Linked DNA regions of Sus scrofa: all the other regions are linked to region 2. The links are chromatin contacts, called in public HiChIP or PLAC-seq maps. All regions are on one chromosome and are shown on one strand. Each heading gives the region's core, a stretch centred on a gene start, on an enhancer-like site or on the middle of the called end of the contact. The rest is flanking DNA. Distances are from core to core; before and after follow the strand shown. Region 1 overlaps GLIS3 (zinc finger protein GLIS3). Region 2 has its middle 150 kb from the start of RFX3. Region 3 overlaps GLIS3 (zinc finger protein GLIS3). Region 4 overlaps GLIS3 (zinc finger protein GLIS3). Region 5 overlaps GLIS3 (zinc finger protein GLIS3).

Evidence for each region. HiChIP or PLAC-seq counts read pairs in DNA pulled down with a chosen protein or histone mark.
Region 1: a contact with region 2 is called in an H3K27ac HiChIP or PLAC-seq map of alveolar macrophages. The contact joins two enhancer-like sites. A contact is called at or near these places in 1 of 47 Hi-C or Micro-C datasets (embryonic fibroblasts) and 1 of 2 datasets of contacts at active chromatin or transcription factors (alveolar macrophages).
Region 3: a contact with region 2 is called in an H3K27ac HiChIP or PLAC-seq map of alveolar macrophages. The contact joins two enhancer-like sites. A contact is called at or near these places in 1 of 47 Hi-C or Micro-C datasets (fetal skeletal muscle) and 1 of 2 datasets of contacts at active chromatin or transcription factors (alveolar macrophages).
Region 4: an H3K27ac HiChIP or PLAC-seq map of alveolar macrophages shows a contact between it and region 2. The contact joins two enhancer-like sites. A contact is called at or near these places in 1 of 47 Hi-C or Micro-C datasets (embryonic fibroblasts) and 1 of 2 datasets of contacts at active chromatin or transcription factors (alveolar macrophages).
Region 5: a contact with region 2 is called in an H3K27ac HiChIP or PLAC-seq map of alveolar macrophages. The contact joins two enhancer-like sites. A contact is called at or near these places in 1 of 47 Hi-C or Micro-C datasets (embryonic fibroblasts) and 1 of 2 datasets of contacts at active chromatin or transcription factors (alveolar macrophages).

What each region holds. Positions count from the first base shown.
Region 1 is chr1:217,748,382-217,751,081 of Sscrofa11.1, reverse strand. All of the region lies in intron 2 of GLIS3 (zinc finger protein GLIS3), which reads right to left. Among named protein-coding and RNA genes, the nearest start is that of GLIS3, 180 kb to the right of the region's middle. Within about 2 kb of position 1,356, at least 2 of the 83 cell types and tissues checked have an H3K27ac peak or open chromatin away from gene starts, as enhancers often do. A contact at or near this core is called in alveolar macrophages, where this site is marked.
Region 2 is chr1:218,187,500-218,190,223 of Sscrofa11.1, reverse strand. No RefSeq gene overlaps it. Among named protein-coding and RNA genes, the nearest start is that of RFX3, 150 kb to the left of the region's middle. Within about 2 kb of position 1,378, at least 6 of the 83 cell types and tissues checked have an H3K27ac peak or open chromatin away from gene starts, as enhancers often do. A contact at or near this core is called in alveolar macrophages, where this site is marked.
Region 3 is chr1:217,717,787-217,720,486 of Sscrofa11.1, reverse strand. All of the region lies in intron 2 of GLIS3 (zinc finger protein GLIS3), which reads right to left. Among named protein-coding and RNA genes, the nearest start is that of GLIS3, 150 kb to the right of the region's middle. Within about 2 kb of position 1,351, at least 17 of the 83 cell types and tissues checked have an H3K27ac peak or open chromatin away from gene starts, as enhancers often do. A contact at or near this core is called in alveolar macrophages, where this site is marked.
Region 4 is chr1:217,772,216-217,774,915 of Sscrofa11.1, reverse strand. All of the region lies in intron 2 of GLIS3 (zinc finger protein GLIS3), which reads right to left. Among named protein-coding and RNA genes, the nearest start is that of GLIS3, 200 kb to the right of the region's middle. Within about 2 kb of position 1,380, at least 1 of the 83 cell types and tissues checked has an H3K27ac peak or open chromatin away from gene starts, as enhancers often do. A contact at or near this core is called in alveolar macrophages, where this site is marked.
Region 5 is chr1:217,912,391-217,915,090 of Sscrofa11.1, reverse strand. The region is part of intron 4 of GLIS3 (zinc finger protein GLIS3); the gene reads right to left. Among named protein-coding and RNA genes, the nearest start is that of GLIS3, 340 kb to the right of the region's middle. Within about 2 kb of position 1,265, at least 3 of the 83 cell types and tissues checked have an H3K27ac peak or open chromatin away from gene starts, as enhancers often do. A contact at or near this core is called in alveolar macrophages, where this site is marked.

The DNA.
Region 1 (2,700 bases), core at 107-2,606, 440 kb after region 2:
TATTTCCAACTGAGGTTACATTCTGAGATTTCAGGTAGGCATGAAATTGAGGGGAACACTCCAACCCAGTATGATTGCTAAGTGACATCCTTTCAAGGTGTCTGAAGAACACTGCTATGAAAAGAATATTTACAGATAAAACAATTGCCCATGGAAGAACAGTGAAAAGAAAGTGATATAAGTGGGAAAAAAAGTATAAAAGGAAAACTGCCAAAGGTTTGGTAATTTCAGGCCTAAATTATTCTCACCTATGAGGTCAATTACCAAGAGATCCATCATGCAAAAATACCTACCCAGCTACCCCTTCAAAAAAGTGACCCTTCTGGCTGAAGCAACCTCTTTTCTGGACCCCACTTCCTTAGTGGGTCATCCTTTATTCAACTTTCACACCATCTACATGAAGACATAAGTGTCAACAGTGCCTGGGCAACATGCTAGGCACTCTATACACATAGTATTATCACATCTAACAGAAAAGAAAAGAAACTAAAGTTCATCAAGATAAAGCAAGCAGCCCCAAGTCATACAGGAGATTCATACAGGTAGAGAGATACAACTGGATCCAAAGCAGATGTCTCATTTTTTTAAGTCTGTGCATGTGCACATGCATGCACACACACACACCAATAGTTCAAAAATGACCATTTTATTTACCTTTTATCTAAAACACATCATCTTCTTAATCCTCAAAATATCAGAACTAGAAAATACCTCAGCTATCATCTATTACTATTTCATTTTACAGATGAACACACTGAAGACTAGAAATGATAACTGCATGACTTGGTCACTGGGAAAAACTAGTGACTAAATTGGATAAGAGCTTCAAACACTCTGCATCCTAGTTCAGATTGGCAACATCTAGCCTCTGTAGTAGGTAATATTCTATATAGTAAGGTAGCAATCTATGCAATAAGACCATATCATAGGCAAGTTGACAAGGTAGGGTGGAGTATGTAAATTAAAATCTTGGCTTGTTACTTAGATATGTGGGATGGCCACTTAATATTTTAGCTGAAATATTCTTAAGTATAAAATGGAGGTAATAAAGACATGAGTCACATAATATCTAGTGTTTAATAGTATTGCTAAAAGGATTAAATGTGCTTAGAATATTGCCTAGTACACATCAAATACTTAGTATATGTTAGTTGTTGATAGCAGTTTTGTTTTAGTTTTTATTACTACATCATCATCATTGTTATTACCATTCAATAAAAAGCTACAAATTAACAACTTCAGTGTTTTTCATCACTATATGTTTCTAGCTGTCACACTGGTTACAAGTACTCCCTCAGTCAGGGACACAATGATACAGTGATTTCCTGGTCTTTCATAATAATTAACTTCAACCTTATTTCATAATCTACTTTATGCCAGTCTAGTTGCACAAAATGTGCAAAAGGTCTATATTCAGGTTTTAATTTCCCTGGTTCTGTGGGTCTACACTTAATTGCCTTCTTCAAATGATGGTGGGTCATTTAGTGTCCTGAAAAACCAACAGTGTTATTACATCCTGACTCTGACAAATCCTTGCTCTTGTCTCTCATTTTATCTCTTTGAGTCTCAGGAAGGCAAACCCTGGGAAAATTATACAAACAGCCCCAAATATTTGAAATCAGCATTGTCCTCACATGCACATGCCTCTCTGAAAGCTTAGAGCATTTTCCTTTCAGTAGTATTCTTTCATTAGCCCACAGCTTGCTAATTAATTGGAATTTTCTAGGGCTTTTGCTGTTGTGACAAAGTCAAACAATGCAAAATCTCATTCCTTCTTGTTAAAGAGATCCATCCACCCTCCAAAGAGCAGCACAAAGACGGCTGGGATAAGAGGGAGGATTAGGTTGACTTTGAAAGGGTCAGACTTCATGAGTTCCTGTGCACTGCCGCCCCCTCCCCCCGCCCCCACTTCCCTGTCCACAGCTGCCTTCATCTTCACCAAAACTGATTTATGGGACGTGACATCTTAACCATGGTTTTTATACAAAAGAGAGGCTGCTTAGAAGGTATTATGTAGGATCTAAAATTAGATGGCAAAGAACATCCTACAGGCATGTATAAACAATATTGGGAGGCAAAAAATACTGTATTAAGTGAGAGGACTATTTAAGAACAAAATTTATGGATTATGGAAGGGACCAAAACCTGAATGAACAGACCCAAGTAAGGCACAAACCAGGCTTAAATGAAAAGGAGTTCCCATTGTGGCTCAGCATTAACAAACCCCACTAGTATCTATGAGGACGTGGACTCAATCCCTAGCCTCATTCAGTGGGTTAAAGATCCAGCATTGCTGTGAGCTGCGATGTAGGTTACAGATGTGGCTCAGATATGGCACTGCTGTGACTCTGGCATAGGCCTGCAGCTATAGCTCCAATTAGACCCCTAGCCTTAGAACTTCCACATATTGCTTATACATACATGCTTAACCTTGGCAAAAACAGTGCCACTTAAACAGAAGAGAGGAGAGCAACTGGAGAGTGAGCATAGGGAAGGAGAGTGAAGAGAGATTAATTATGAATCTTGCTCTTGGTTTCCATTTCAATGTATCATGCTATGATTTGATACACTAGGCTACTAGAACTTGTGGAAACCTTTATGATCTGTGTCTCATCAACACTGTGAGAGGCTCTAAAGTACCTCTGACTTTGAGGCTCCATGGACGCAGAATAATAGAATCTAGAGGGATCTTGAGACATG
Region 2 (2,724 bases), core at 129-2,628:
TTCCTGTTGTGGCCTGGGGGAAACGAATCTGACTAGGAACCATGAGGTTGCGGGTTTGATCCCTGGCCTCGCTCAGTGGGTTAAGGTTCTGGAGTTGCTGTGAGCTGTGGTGTAGGTCGCAGGTGTGGCTTGGATCTGGTGTTGCTATGGCTGTGTCACAGGAGGGTGGAAACAACTCTGATTCGACCTCTAGCCTGGGAACATCCATATGCCATGGGTGTGGCCCTAAAAAGACAAAAGACAAAAAATAAAATAAAATAAAATAAAAGGGAAGGAGAGACACAATAAATTTAACAATTCAACACCCATTGTACATCAGTCTTAGATATGTAAAAAATATCTCCACCCAAAGGTTATGATACACAAATGACTGAAAGAAAAAAAAAAAAAAGAGGAATTGTTGTTCAGCAGTAAGGAGCCCAACTAATATCCATGAGATCATGGGTCCAATCCCTGGCCTTACTCAGTGGGTTAAGGATCCGGTGTTGCGTGAACTGTGGTGTAGGTCACAGATGAGGCTCAAAGCCTGCATTGTGTTGCTGTGGCTGTGGCGTAGACCTGCGGCTAGTGGTTGGATTCGACCCCTTTCTTATGCTGTGGGTGTGGTCCTAAAAAGGCAAAAAAAAAAAAAAAAAAAAAAAAAAAAGGACTAACAGGCTAACTGGTATTAACACTATAAACTGTATTATTCGACCCTGTGATAACTCTACCAGATGACTGCAAACAGGCACTTGGCATTAAAACTGTTATAATTGGATGCCTGGGTACACACCCCAAATGCCTACACCCCATCCCCCTCAGCTTTTACAGTAACAAGTTTCTATCCTCTCCTGCAAGCTGACAAAACAAAGCCTTCCTTCTGGCTCACATGTACCACACGCTGGTCACATACAGCTGTTAAGGAAAATGCAGACTTTTGTTGCATAGAAAAGCACTTTAGCTGCTACTCAGGGTTTCTAGACAAGTTATCACCTCTCAACACTGATTTTCATTTTGGGTTACGTCAGGTTTATTTGTCCTTCATAACTCTTCCATAAAACAATACTGATGAATATATACCTAATCTGAGAGGAAGTTATAGACCTTGTTTCGGGAATTCCTTAATTCCTAAATAATGCTGCTTGTGTTTAACAGGATCACAGAAGAGATATAAAGAAGCAACTGCACACACATTTCTTAATCCACCAACAGAGATGACCCAAATCAGGTTTGCTTAGAGGGATCTGCATGCCTTGAGTCTGTAATGTACGTCTGTGATGCGAAGGAAACAGGGGAAAAAGCCCTTTGCCTTACTTGAGAGAGAGGAGCAATCCAGGGGGTGTGTGCATGGGAAGGCTGCAGCTCTAGCTGCATTTCAATGCAGTGCTTAGTTTATTCACCAGGGGTCATCAAAGGTCTGGATTTTCTTTGTCTACTTGTTGACTCATATGTACACTGTACACTCAGAAACCACTGAATTCTTTAGTCTTGTGCATCAGGAAGTGGGGTAGGCTGTTCCTTCTCCCCACCATGCCAGGCCCACCCCCACTACTTAGCTTCTAACTATTACTCTTTAGAGACCTCCATCAACACACTGCAGCAAGAAAGTCAGTTAGATGCATGATGAAAATGCCTTTTCTAAATTAAAACAATCTAGTAGAAAGGAGAAAGAGGAATCATGATATCTAATTAACTTTTTTGCTTTAATAACCTTTGCTTCCATTTTCCAAGTTGGAAAATGGAAGGTTTAGCACACTACTCTCTTCTGGGTCCATGAACTGAATCGCACGCTTGGAAAGCAAGTGGGTCATGACTCCCTTTTGTCAGATTTGACGCAGTAGCTGGATTCCTGGAGGGCCAGAGCAGATCAACAGAAGGACAAGTTAACATTTTTCCATGAGACTTGTTCAGCCCCATTGCACAAGGAAATAATGAAAGTTTTCAATGGCGATTTGGCCCTGGCATGAAGGACATGGATTCCACAGGTATTGGTGGGTATTTGTCACAATTTTCCTGTGACATCCTTCAATGTCTTTAGCATGAAGCCTTGGAGCCAAACTGATTCTTTCTTACCTGTATTCTCTGAATAAACCAAATTGCAACTTTTGAGAGCTCAGCAGTGAGCCACCCTTGAGCCACAATGAGGAGTAGTTTCAGCTTGCAGAATTCTTTCTGGGGCAGCACTGCTCCAATTTAAAAATTGGCTTGGTATACCCTTCCTCCTTCCCCCAAACAGGCAGAAAAACCACCTTGGTATTCACGGTATCTGATCCATATGCATTTTATGCTCTATTTTAAAATGGAAAAGTCACCTGGTGGTAGATGTAAGAGCTGGCTATGATCTCAAAATCCAATTCAATCCTCTCTTCTCATGGTTTTGCAAACAGAGCCTCAGAGAAGCTAAGTACAGCTTCAAGTCATTTGGTGACAAAAGTGGGCCTATTCACTTTATCCTACTCACTCTTTCTAAATAAAATGTGGGAAAGGCTTACAATACAAAAGATGTAATACTTCTGAAAAAGGCAGTGAATACCATGGAAAGGAAGAGGGGGTCAATTCTGGCAGATGGCATAGTTGATAAATATAGCTCTGAGCACCTGGGCCACAAGGTAGCACACAGGGCTCCCAACTCCAAGAGTGCTGGTCATCTTTGGGGAGTTCAGTGACCAAACCAAAAAACTAGGGACCACAGGTGTCAACAGAAGATGGTTTGCCAAGGTTTGTTATTAAGAGAGACTGTGAGAG
Region 3 (2,700 bases), core at 102-2,601, 470 kb after region 2:
AATCCTTGAGGTCACTGAAATAACAAAATACTTCATAATCTCTCCCATAGTATATCACTGGGCTAGAAGAACCATGTGTCTCATGTCTCAAAATCTCAAGTCAAATGAGTTTGAACCGTCTACAAATGAAATATCTATGAAAAATGCAGAATTGCATTAATGCCTGAATGAAGATTTCTGATAGATATGAACTCTGGGTCAATTTACTTCAAAGCTGAACTGTTTAACAGTCTATTGAAATGTGACCTGTCAAATCTGGGTACAATTGAGAGATTAACATAGTTTCACATTTTAAGGTAGAGACTTGGCATATTGCACTGAGAGAAAGCCAGGAGAGACCAAATCCTTGATACTGACAAACAACTTTAGCATTCTTGTTTGGACATTCAGGTCCACAGAAACCAAATACAAATTTTTTTGTGGAAACAGAGGTGCCAGGAACCTATGAAAACAATTTGCCCTTTGAAAATAATTACAGAATCTAAGACCAGAGAGCACTTAGAAAGTCACTGCATTCATTCTCTACCTCCAGGTCACACTTCCAATTCCTAATGATTTGTGAAGAAAAATCAAAAATGTCTTTCTATAACCCAATTCAATTTTATGATCTAACACTAAATCCATAGTTGCCCCCAAGTTCCTCTACTATAGGGAGGGGAAGTTGCCACTGCCAGACCTACGTAAACTCAAAGAAACATTTGTAGAATTAATATGTGTGTTTTTTTCCATTATGCCTTTATCTCAAAATGATGCTTACAGATTAATTTAGAGATAAGTTACAAATCTGTGATTAGTGATTATTCCTATTCAAAGTTAATAATAGTTAATAATAATAGTTAACATATTACTATGTGAATTACACATAGTAAGACCTTCATGGATATTATTTCATTTTCACAGCAGTGATGTGACATAAGCATTATTTTTCACACTGTGCTGCATTGCAGATGATGAAACAGCAGCATGAAGTGCATAAACAGGTTGCTCAAGGCCAAATACATAATGAGTAAAAGAAGAAGCATTCAGAGACAGCAGCCTGCCATACACATAATTACCAAAAGAGGAAGTATTCAGAGACAGAAGCCTAACCCAGAGTCTATACCCATAACCACTGTACTTCACTGCCTCTGAGCAAAGCATGAGACAGGAAAGCAAATGGAATGATTTGTTAAGATTGCTTTTAGGTCAGTGATTTTACAATTCTAATTTTGCTTTATCTGGCTAAAGTAAAGTACTTCCAACCTTAACAGTCACAGAAATACTATATGTCCCTTGAGCAAAGCTGGGGGCAATGACAGGGTGCTTAAAACAGCACAGTTAGTGTGGGTGACTCAATAACCATTCTGTTCACCAATAGCAAAGTTACTTCTATTCTATTAACGTCACATTAACCTTCTTTCCTGCCAAGTGCAAGCCTAAGCATGCCTGCAGTTCTCTTTTTAGTTCACTCCCTGGGGATAAAAGCTTTTATTTGTCAAAGCAGATTCCTGCCACACATAAGTAATCTAAGAAACTAGCTGATTTCTAAAATATGGCTTCTTTATATGACTACCAAGTACACATTCCCCCTATTAAATGACAAAAGGAGAACTGATAATTAACATGATTTGGAATGAAGGATGGAAAAGATTTCTATTTTAGATCTTGGGAGTGCAACAGCCATGGACAACTTCTGGTCTCCCTGCAGTTCAGCCTGACGTCAATGGAAAGGGGACTGAGTAAGAACCATGGCTCTGAGCAGCTTCCAAAGAGTGGTCTTAAGAATATAAAGTCTACTAAGTTGCTCAACGTGGTGTAGCATGAGTGTTTGAAAACAAGTATGCCATTCTGCTCCAGCGGAACTCGGCAGGATAGGAAGAGGCCATTTCTACTCAGGGCCCTTTTGTAAGTGGTGATTATGCAATTTAACCATGTCCCCATACTCTTTGTAAAGTGTGAATCAAATTTTCTGTTGGGGAAGAGTATTTTCCACACTTGAGTAAAGGCTTATTTGAAAAACCCCAGTGGCTTTCCAGTTTTTACAAATTCTGGCTCTATGTGACGAGGAAATACATAGGTTTTTTGCCCAAAGCACTATGGCAATCTTCGCATGCCGGGAGATGAAGCTCTGTGGGGGGCTTCTGCTTGGTAACACTGATGTTCATCACCTTGTATGCCCTTCAGCAGAGGTGAATCCATAGCTAGAAAGTCTCCAACTCTTGTGACATTCCTTCTCCAAACTTAGGCTGCCAGAACAGTAATAGGATCCCCAACTTCTCTGATGGTGCACCCCTTCAGTAGAACACCACTGAGCAAGCCAATCATTAATGTACATTCTTTTTTTATAAAAATTATGTACCCATGCTGTCAATGTGAGGTACATTATAAAACATACACAAAAGTGTCATTTTAAAAGAAAATGAAAAACAGATTAAAGTATGTATTTTCTTCCTGCACTAAAACGGATGCATGTCCTCTACTTTGGAGTCACCTGATCTAATCCTCTCCCCTCATTTTATAAGATGAAGATGTTCAGCTCAAAGAGATAATATTGCTTCTACTGAGAGTCACCTAGTTCACCTAGAATCCACACATTTACCCTACATCAGTGCTCCGTCCTAAAGGTTCTCAGCATTGGTCTGTGATACCTTCCCTTGGGACATATGGAAGAACATGAGGTCTCAGAGATTGTCATAATGCCTGGGTATGGTACTGGCACTC
Region 4 (2,700 bases), core at 131-2,630, 420 kb after region 2:
TATAATAAAATATATAGCAAAGGAAACCATCAAGAAAACAAAAAGATAATCTACTGAATGGAAGAAAATATTTACATATTATATGACTGATAAGGTATTAATATCCAAGATATTTAAACATCTCATTCAACTCAACATCAAAAAAACAAACTACCTGCTTAAAAATGGGTCAAAGAACTGAATAGACATTTTTCCAAAGGGGAAATGCAGATAGGCACAAGCGTATGAAAAGATGCTCAATATCACTAATTATCAGGGAAATGCAAATCAAACCACAATGAGACATAATCTCAAACCTGTCAGAATGACTGTCATTAAAAAGAACACAAATAACAAATGTTGGAGAAGACATAGAAAAAAGGAAACCCTCCTACACTGTTGATAGGGATGTAAATTGATACAGCCACTGTGAAAACCAGTATGGAAGCTTCTCAAAAAGTTAAAAACAGAACTACGATATGAAGTTCCCGTCGTGGCACAGTGGTTAATGAATCCGACTAGGAATCATGAGGTTGCGGGTTCAGTCCCTGCCCTTGCTCAGTGGGTTAACAATCCAGCGTTGCCATGAGCTGTGGTGTAGGTTGCAGACGCAGTTCGGATCCCGAGTTGCTGTGGCTCTGGCATAGGCCGGTGGTTACAGCTCTGACTCGGCCCCTCGCCTGGGAATCTCCATATGCTGCGGGAGTGGCCGAAGAAATAGCAAAAAGACAATAATTTAATTAATTAATTAATTAATTAAAACTATTATAAAAAAAACCTACGATATGCCGCAGCAATTGCACTCTTGGGCATGTATCTGAATCAAACAAAAACAATAATTTGAAAAGATACATGCACCCCAGTATTCACAGCAGCACTATTTAAAACTGCCAAGGCAATCTAAGTGTCCACATACAAAAGAATGGATAAAGAGGATGTAGTGCATGTGTGTATATACATAAAAAATGACAATTTACAGCAACATGGGTGGATCTGGAGAGCATTGTTCTAAATAACTCAGACTGAGGAAGACAAATACTGTGTCATATCATTTATATGTGGAATCTAAAAATACAACAAACTAGTGAATAAAATAAAAAAGAAGCACACTTACAAAATAGAGAACAAACTAGTGGTTGACAGTGGGAGAGGGAAGGAGGGAGAAAAATATACATGTAGAGGAAAAAAGAAAGGTTATTATGACATTATATGAAATCATATGTATGAAACTTTTGAAAACTATAAAGCACTATGATAGAATTTAAAGAATCTTTAATTCAAAAAAAAAATTTTTTTTTTGGTCTTTTCTAGGGCTGCACCTGCAGTATATGGAGGTTCCCAGGCTAGAGGTCCAATTGGATCTGTAGCTGCCGCCGGCCTATGCCACAGCCACAGCAAAGCATGATCCAAGCCGTGTTGAAACCTAAACCACAGCTCATGGCAATGCCGGATGCTTAACCCACTGAGCAAGGCCAGGGATCAAACCTGCAACCTCATGGCTCCTAGTCAGACTCGTTAACCACTGAACCACGACAGGAACTTCCCCCAAAAAAATTTTTAAGTGTGCTTATATTCTTCCTAAAGCAATACTTTTTAAGGAGTAGTAGTAATTATCTGAATTTGAATATTAAAGCTAAAAATATATGTGACTAAAAAGTTGGATGCTAATTAATTTTAAAACTTAGTTACTGAATAATTTATAAATTTTTATAAGAGAATTCATAACAAATTATAAGTAACATAAAAAACTCCTATGGCTTTCAAAGTAAATGGGAAGGAAAGAAAGAAAATTCCTCCCCAGGAGTTGCCATCGTGGCTCAGCAGTTAACAAACCCAACTAACAACCATGAGAATGCAGGTTCGAACCCTGGCCTTGCTCAGTGGGTTAAGGATCCGTCATTGCCGTGAGCTGTGGTGCAGGTCGCAGACGCAGCTCAGATCCTGAGTTGCTGTGGCTGTGGCGTAGGCCAGCGGCTACAGCTCCGATTCGACCCCTAGCCTGGGAACCTCCATATGCCGCAGGTGCAGTCCTAGAAAAGACCAAAAAAAAAAAAAAAAAATTTTCCCAGTTCTTTAAAGGTCAATTAAGTAAAGGGCCTTGATTTGGTGAGTACCTCCTCTTTTGACTGCTCCATGTGAGCCAAATTATAAACCTGCCAGAATTTGTTTTCTCTTTGTTCTAAACATCCATAACACAAAAATAACAAAGAACAGCAGAGGTTCTTGCACAATGGGAGGATTATGAACCTTGACGAGAATCTATAGTTTGGAATAAAATATTACAATAAATACTGATAAATCATTGGGTAATATTAGCTACTTACAATGAGCAGAAAAATTACAAAGGCATCACTACAATATTTTTTTCAATAAAGAATATTGTTTAGGCAATCATCTTGGTGAGATCATTCTAACTCTAAACTCTCAAAATGGAGAATTTTGCTTCTGAACAAACCTACTTAGGTTTGATAAAACTAGATAAATTTTAGCACTTAAAATATACATGTTGCAGAGTCATTGTACTTTGAGAAATCAAGTTATGTTTTAATGCTGAAAGATTAGAGAGAAAATAAATCACTTTTGCCAATTTCCACAGGCATCCCTCTCCTTTATTCTCTATTTTAACTATTAAATACTAGATTACCAAACCTACTCTCTCAGATACTAATCTAGTAAAATATACAGAAAAAAAATAATAAAGGTAGTTATCTTTTCTTTGGT
Region 5 (2,700 bases), core at 16-2,515, 280 kb after region 2:
GAGAGAATAAATTTCTGTTGTTTTAAGCCACCCAGTTTATGTTCCTTCACTATGGCAGCCACAGGAAATTAATACTGAAATCATGTAGCCCAGTGCCTCTGAAGGACAGATGTACACACTGAGACACTGAGAGAGATCTAGATAGCGGATTCAATACACACAAGCACTGGGACAGAACTCAACCATTCACTTCCTTGTTCATTGATTCCTTCAATAAACATTCAATTTGTACCAATTTCTTATTGAGAAAAGATCACTGTAAATTATAAAGCACAACAACAGTCCTCTCCTTCATGGAACTTTCATTCTAATAGAGTTGATAGATAATAAACAACTATCTACAAAATCAATTATTAAACTATAAGTGGGATAAAAGCTACAGAGATAAACACAGTGTATGATAATGAGAGCACATGATGCGGATTCTGACCTAACCTGGAAATTAGGCAAAGGCTCCTTGGAAGTGATATCTGAGAGAACATTTAAAAGGATAAATTAAAGGTAGGGCACTGCGTCATGGAAGGATATGTGTGCAGACATGTGATGTAAGGGGTTTTTGAGGGAGCAAGAAGGTAGAATTGGAGAATATTCCAGATAGAGATTCTGACCTTTTCATCTGTCTTCTTTCCACCATACCTCCTGCCCTCCCTGGAAACTCATACAAAAGCGAGTCGATGTCACTGTCCTATCTAACTATGCTAAGGATATATTAACCACGAAATATTTACAGCCTAAAAATGATAAAGGGAAACTCTCATTTGCAGTACGCACTGAACTATATATGTCTACCCTAGAAATATTACACTATTCTATCTGAAATATTTTACCTTTTGTGAAGACAAGAATATCCCTTCTCCAATCTCCACCATCCCATATGTGACATTATGTTTTTCCTTTCTACAAAGAAGTTCAACCACAATAATTAAGACTTTTCTCTGTACTAACTGGCATAATCAATCTGGTCCTGATAAATAGGAATTTGGTAAATACCATGCAGCTAATAAATTCTGAACCAATTGTACACGCCTACCAAATCAAAGCTCATTTTGTGGTAGGCTATTAAATACATGGTTCAATTATAATCTTCGTGCACATGCTATTTTGTCTCTGGTTATGGCACTGAAATCTAATTCAGAGATAGGTAATATTTTCCACTTGAAGTTCATCCAAAGTAAACTGAATTCAGTGAATGACTGGATGATCCCAACCACTGCTCACCCAGAAAGTCAGTGGTCCCACAGCACTGTTATCCAATAAAAAGCTTCACACATCTGAAACTATTTCACATGGAGTCAACCATAAAGTCAGGATGAATCAGCAACTACTGAAATTTCCACTGTTTCTGAAAAAGAGATCCTGGCCAAATGCTTTCGTTTTCTTTCTACAGTGGGAACTTAAGCTTTGTGATTCCTTTACTTTCTCATATCCTGTTTACACTAAATAAAAATGAAGAATTACACATTCCTAAACAAAATAAAAAGACTACATGAACTCAACATAATACACCAGGTCAAAAATGCCAAAAGGGCATTTTAGATTTCATGTGACGTAACGTGAGCTTCCCTAATGCTGAAAAATAATGCAGCTCCTCTGCCAAGAGATTTCTGAGCTTGTTTGCAAAAAGTACCTTTGCCTACCCATGCCATCTCTACCGGGAAGGCTCTGCTACTTTTCTGAAATTGCTCGGCTCTGATGCTGACTTGGGAAAACTTCTCCACATGGATGCACTCAATCACCCAGCATTAAATGAGACATCTAAGGATTCTGCCACTCACCATTTCTGTCATGTTTTCTCAGTCTTTTGAGGACTCCATTGTTGTGCAAAGCCACTACAATCCCATTACAAGCTGGCATATGATCAGATGATAACTAAAGTGAATAGAAATACTTAAACCACACAAGGAGCTAGTGAGGTCTCACTCTTTGGCAATGCATCCCAAGAGATTTTCTGACACTCAATCCATAAGCCAAACAATCACAATGCAGAATGCTTTCAACGTCTAGGAACAACCATTCAATCAGCCATCATGTGCCTGTCATCTGGTCCTGACTGCTTCTGAAAAAAGGAGCTTGTCCTTTATTCTTCTCTGAAAACCTTTTATTTTTCAGAAACCACTAAGTTGCTCCAGTCTTCTTCCCACCACACCACCACTTAGATGTTTTTTAAGACCAGTTCTTATTAAGGGCTAGCCCTATGCTTGTCTCTGAATGGGACCTAGGCATTTGCTCGGAAAAATGATAAGAGATGCTGATTTCGTTCTAGGTTAGTAACTATAACCAGTTCAAGAAGTAGTTTATGCCTTGACTAACCTTCACTATGCAGCAGAGAGTAGCAATTGATATGTATTTTTCAACCAATAGATGATGTAATTTGGGTACTGAAATAAACATGAAATAAACAGAATATACACTGGTTCTACCTTCAAGAAGTTAGCAATCTATTTGTGGACACATGTATACACACACATGCAGCACATGTACACGCTGCATACAAATGTCACATGAGGGGCAGAAATACAGTGAGGACAACTGTTTGGAGAAGGAAGAACTCTCCTCTGCCTTCAGATGGTCCCAGAAGTCTTCCTAGAGCAAAGATCATCAGAGGGGGGCTATGAAGGTTGGCTAGGTGTTAGATGCAGACATCTGAAGTTTGTGGGGATTCCCAGAGAGGAAGAAGTATCACAAGCAAAGACTAAACTT